Linked DNA regions of Gossypium hirsutum: region 2 is linked to region 1. A link is a contact called in public Hi-C data. All regions are on one chromosome and are shown on one strand. Each heading gives the region's core, a stretch centred on a gene start, on an enhancer-like site or on the middle of the called end of the contact. The rest is flanking DNA. Distances are from core to core; before and after follow the strand shown. Region 1 holds the start of LOC107900936 (NDR1/HIN1-like protein 6). Region 2 holds the start of LOC107900924.

Region 1 (2,700 bases), core at 124-2,623:
TGCTATGTGGCACCATTCGATCCGCTAGCAATGTCACAATTAACACAAATTAATAGTGTTGGTGCAGAGATACCAACTTGATTGATAGAATATCCAAAAAAATTTAGGAACTAGCTAGGTAGAAATGAATAAGTTCAGGGGCCCAGTTTTATATTATCCCTATTATAAAAGAAAAGCAACCAATTATGTAAAATTAAAATAGGTACTAAATATCCAATTTAAACTTAGTAGAGGGATGGAGACCACAATTTGACCTTAAAAATAATGAAAATGGAAGAGTTTAACGTCGTGTTTACCATCTTAAGGTGTGGATGAGGCAGTTAGGCATATCATCACCGTCGAGCTGTTTCATGGTGATTCCTTTACACTTAACGGTAACCCCCAACATGCCAGTCTTCAACCCCGCCACACCCACTCCAACTTTCGTCCGAGCCGCCACGTTCACCGCCAAACTCTTCGATTTGTACCCACTCAGAAGCCTATTCGCCAACGTATTATCCACCTGCTTGTTGCTCGCCTTCGTCTCCACTTTCAAGCTAGTCGTGTTTTGTTTCCTCGACGTGAACTTGGGCACCTTCGCCGTCCCGAGCTCAGTCTCGTCCTCGCCTTCTCCGACGCTGATGTCGACCGCCGTATCGCCGTAATAATACGTCATCTTCCCGTTGGGATTCCTCACTTCCATTACCGTCATCGTCGTGGCGTCGAGGTAGGTACCGTCGGGTGTTTCTGTGACGTTGAAGCGGGGGATTTGGAATGACCGGACGTGGAAGCGTGGTAATTTGGGGTTGACCGAAAAGTAGAAAACGGCGGCGAAGATGATGATCAGGGCAATCAAGATCGAGAAAGAGATGCAGAAACAGCAGCAACAAACACTGCCCTTCTTTTTCTTGGGCCGGAAAGATGGCGGAAGAACCGGCTTTCGCGGCGGCGGTTTAAACCCAGCGGGCGAGTTAGGGTCATTGTATCCGGGTGGCTTGTTGAGGGCCGATGGAAATGGAGCGTCGGACATCGCTTGTATGTAAAAAATGATTCTATCGTGGACTTGGATTAAAAAAGAAAATAAAAAGGTGGCTTATTTACGTACAATTATCTGTCATTGTAAGTGAGAATTAAATTGCTTTGAAAATTGAAAAGAAGACAGAGCAAGCAAAAGGAGAAGAATGTGAAGGATGTTGGTACTTGTTTCAGTTACTTGGTTTGGATCTATTTAAACAAGTTATTAAATGGCCCCACCCAAACACTTGTACATATGCATGTCAACAACAAATGTAATTCATATCAAACAATTAACTTCAATTTCTTCTATTGCTTTTCAGATTTCAGTCATAGAGTCTAAACTATATCTGTCCATGGGCCGGGTTTGGGCCGGGCCCGGAAAAAATTTTGGCCCGACTCTTAGGCCCGGCCCGGCCCGACCCGACCCACCCGATTTTTAATAAACACAAAAAAAATATTTTAAAAATAAAAAAAATAAAAAATATATATTTAAAGTATTTTAAAATTAAAAAATAAAAAAAAAATATTTATTATATTCGGGCCGGGTCGGGCCGGGCTTGGGCCAAAAAAGTTGAGTCCGAGCCCGGCCCATTTTTTAAACGGCCTCATTTTTTTGCCCAAGCCCATATTTCGGGCCTATATTTTTACCCGAACCCTCCCATATTTTGGGCGGGCCGTCGGGCTGGGCCGCCTGGCCCATGGATAGGTCTAGTCTAAACGGTAGCAATTAAAAATTCTGTTAAACTCTATGTACTTCTATATTATGCATACATTTATAGATATAATCTGTAATATCCCAAAAATCGGGTTAGAAAAAATTAGGTTTATGAAATCAAGAGTGGTTACATCTTAATTTTGAGTTAGGATTGTGAAAATGTTATTATGTAAATTGATCTGGTTTAGTGATTAAGTATTTAGTTGTGTGCTTGAGGTCTTGTGTTCAAATCATTTTCTTTGGAATTTTTGTTCCTATCTCTATCTTTAGATATTTGACTTAAATTTAATTCCCGCACAAGTTTTGAAAAGAATAAGTTTGTTGATTTAGTGGTAAGGTTTTTCTCGCGTATGTTTTAAACTCTGGGAAAAATCTGATGTGGATAATGATAGGAGTTAGTGGGGTAGTTGTAAAAAAATAGTGGTGACGTATTTTCCCCTAAATTTTCTCCCTCAACCGTCCAACTCTCCACTCTCCACTCTCCCTTCACTCTTCGCGTTTTTTTTTTGTGTTTTTGTATCAATTTCATGTTTTTTCCTTTTTTTCTTTGTTAATTTCTTCTTCTGTCGCCCTCCCTATTTCATTTAGCTTTTTTCTTTGATCTTCCTTCTTGTTCTTGTTATTCTCGATTTTGTTGCCTCTTTGCCAATTAATTTATGACGACTGTGTGTGGTAAGTATTTCAGAATTAGATTTGTAAGTTCGTCGTGGGTAATTCTTCGTATGTTTGCTTTGAGTGTTTTATATCGTTGTGACGTTGAAATTAACGGTTATTTTGTAATGTTGGTTAGGCGGGGAACGTGAATTTTTGGATCCTCCAGTGAATTGAACTTCTATTGGCTATTGTTTTGCAAAAGGTAAGTGATGAAAGTGTTAATTAAGGGCTAGTTTTGTTAGTTCGTATTAATGGATTGGTTGCGTTCGAGTTAGTGGACGGATTTAGTGCGAGACTTGCTTATTAATTCTTTTTGGAATGGCGATTTAGGTATT
Region 2 (2,700 bases), core at 192-2,691, 370 kb before region 1:
TTAACTTCATTTGCTAAGATTTTTAGCCCTGTTCAAGGCTATCACTCCAAACATTCCCAGCAATATACAAGCACTAAGTTATCAGCTGAAAAGACATTTAGGGTTTTCTTGACTAAACAACAGAATTCAACAATTAAAACTAAAAGAGGTCAAACTCACAAATCATGAACTGCATAGAACTCATTGTCATTTACCTGAAGTTCATACCCAATCTCTTTCAATGCGGTTGCAATGGTCACCATTAGCAATTGTTGTGGGTGAGCCAATAGATCAGCAAACACCTTCATTTTGAAGTAAAACAGCACTATAAATATCAGCATGCAGCAAAAGATCCAACAACAAAAACTGACCCCCTTAAAAATGTATCCATTGATTGAATCAACAAAAGTAAGAGACAATTTTAACTAACCAATGCAAGCTGAGGTTTTCTATAATGGAAACGGTGTTGACTCCGGTTGAAACCAGATGAAGAATCCAAATTGACTAGTTTATTTTCTCTCTGAAACTTCTCTAATAGCTTGCACGGTTCCAATCTGATATCTTCACCAAAATCTAGCCCACCCATCTCTTTCAAATAACTCAATTCTCCAAATACCGAATCTTTATCATCCAAGAAGGAACCTTGAGATTTGTCCATTACTGAACCGGGCAAAAACATTTGGAAAAACACAACAAAGAAGAGGAAAACAGCAACGGTGCAAATCCATTGGAGATAATCTAGCTTCTTGAAGAGCAAAAGCCGAGAAAATCTCGATCTGGGTCGGCTCGAAAACGGGTTCCTTTCGTTCCTACTACCGGCTCTCTTCAACGAGATCCCGTTTTCTAAGGAACCCATTTACATTCTCATCCAAAAAAAAAAAAACTTAGCTCTTGAAACGCAAAAAGAAAACTCAGTCTAAAATAACTAGAACAAATAAACGAAACACACCCAACAAAGCAAAGCAAAGCAAAGACTAGAAAGTGGGATGTATTAAAGTTTATTTATTACAGAAAGAGGAAGCTTGTGATATGGCAACAATAGCATTTAGATGGATTTTGAATGGATCATTGAATTGTCAAAGATGAATAGAGTGACATACACAATAATTGACAGACGGCACGAGATTTTTTTGGGGGGGGGGCGGGGGAATTTACAGATTTTTACTACGAAGGGAAAGCAAAAGAGTAATAGATTAGTAAAAAAAAACACAAAACGTAAGATCAGATCAGTAGAATTTGGCTGCGAGCTGTAATCTCTTCGGTCGAGAATCTTATAATATTATTATTCCCCTTTATTTTAGCGTGTTCTGTCTTTAATTATTATTTTTTCTTTAGCCTTAAATAACTTTTTATTTATGTTTTTAGCTTTAAATAATTAAGATATTCCTGCCACGTTTTTATAATATATTTTAATTTCAGTAAAATTATCGGCATGGGGCTGCTGTTAATTATTTATTTTTCCTTCTGACCAATAAAAATAAAATCAGTATGAGAGATGACAGATGACAGATGATAGATGATAGATTCTTGTTTATCGCTTTTTATTGAGACCAGTTAGTTTATTAATGACAGAAAAACAATATATCTGTTTTCAGGAATAGTTGGCCGACACTTTTTTTATGGTACTAATATATTCTATCTGCCACCCATTCCAGGCAGGCGTTTGTAGTCCAACGGTAAGGATAATTGCCTTCCAAGCAATAGACCCGGGTTCGACTCCCGGCAAACGCATGTGATATTTTCTTTGCTTTTTGTGAGAGCATTTTTTATGCATAATATAGCAATCAGATCCTGTGTCAGCATTGGATTTTTAGCAAAGCTATCAAAGAATAGATGTTAGCTGAGACAGATATTATAACAGCAAAGAATATATATTGTATTTGCATAATGTTAAGTAAAAACATTGTGACAAAAATTTGATTGATTGATCAAGTCTTTTCTGGAAACAAAAGTTTATAGTGAATTTCAACAGAATATTTGGACTTTGCCCTGTTTGAACACTATTTAAATTTAAAAATTTTGCTGAAGAACTGAGCATTCTTAGCTGCTAAAGGTCCACATCCATCTGCAGTGTCTTCTGCTAATGATCAATGCCTATCCGAGAGCATCGAAGCAGATGGTTTTGTGAAGAAGATTATCAAACTGGATGTTCCACCTCTTAGGACGGTTTTTGAGGATGTAATTGGTTATGCAGAACGCAATCAGATGGTATTCCAGCTTTTTCATAATCTGCCTAGAGGGGAGTCAAGGGCATGATCATCAACAAACCAAAGGCCATAATCTTGGAAGCGCTTGATCTTCTTTTCAAAGCCGATGATGTAATTATTATGAATTATGACGTGCAATCCCTTGGTTTGCTGCACCCATGTCTGGTTCTTGAAGTATAATCCTCCTGTTGGGAATGCTGCCTGAGGAAGCAGGTAGAGATCCACCTGCAGAACATATTATTAATGTATGATTATCAGAAAATCAAATCTTAATACCACAAATTTTAATAATATATCACACACCATCTATTATGAATATTAAAGACAGAGAGCGAGAGAGAAAAAGGGCTCGTAGAACCACAAATCTAACACCCCAGAGACTTTACATACCCAAACCAAGAGCAACACTTTGCAATGGACCAGAAATGCAAGTAGGACTTTCTAAATATTGGATTGGATTAACAATAGATGTTCCTTTAGCATTATGGTAAGCCGATTTCCAAGTTCCCGATTA

What was found. Hi-C and Micro-C count contacts between places; a contact is called where the count stands out from the background.
Region 2: a contact with region 1 is called in a Hi-C map of leaf, with 2.3 times the contacts expected there. The contact joins the promoter of LOC107900924 here to the promoter of LOC107900936 in region 1. A contact is called at or near these places in 2 of 34 Hi-C or Micro-C datasets (callus and leaf).

The regions. Positions count from the first base shown.
Region 1 is chrD08:49,774,169-49,776,868 of Gossypium_hirsutum_v2.1, reverse strand. LOC107900936 (NDR1/HIN1-like protein 6) reads right to left here and starts at 1,373. Exons shown (of 2, transcript XM_016826727.2): 1 at 297-1,373. The coding sequence starts at 1,009.
Region 2 is chrD08:50,141,571-50,144,270 of Gossypium_hirsutum_v2.1, reverse strand. It overlaps LOC107900924, which reads right to left and starts at 1,441. Exons shown (of 14, transcript XM_041098271.1): 1 at 410-1,441; 2 at 195-281. The coding sequence starts at 835. LOC107900926 (UDP-D-xylose:L-fucose alpha-1,3-D-xylosyltransferase MGP4) reads right to left here. Exons shown (of 4, transcript XM_016826709.2): 4 at 1,886-2,411. The coding sequence ends at 2,202. It overlaps TRNAG-UCC (transfer RNA glycine (anticodon UCC)), which reads left to right and starts at 1,639; the gene lies at 1,639-1,710.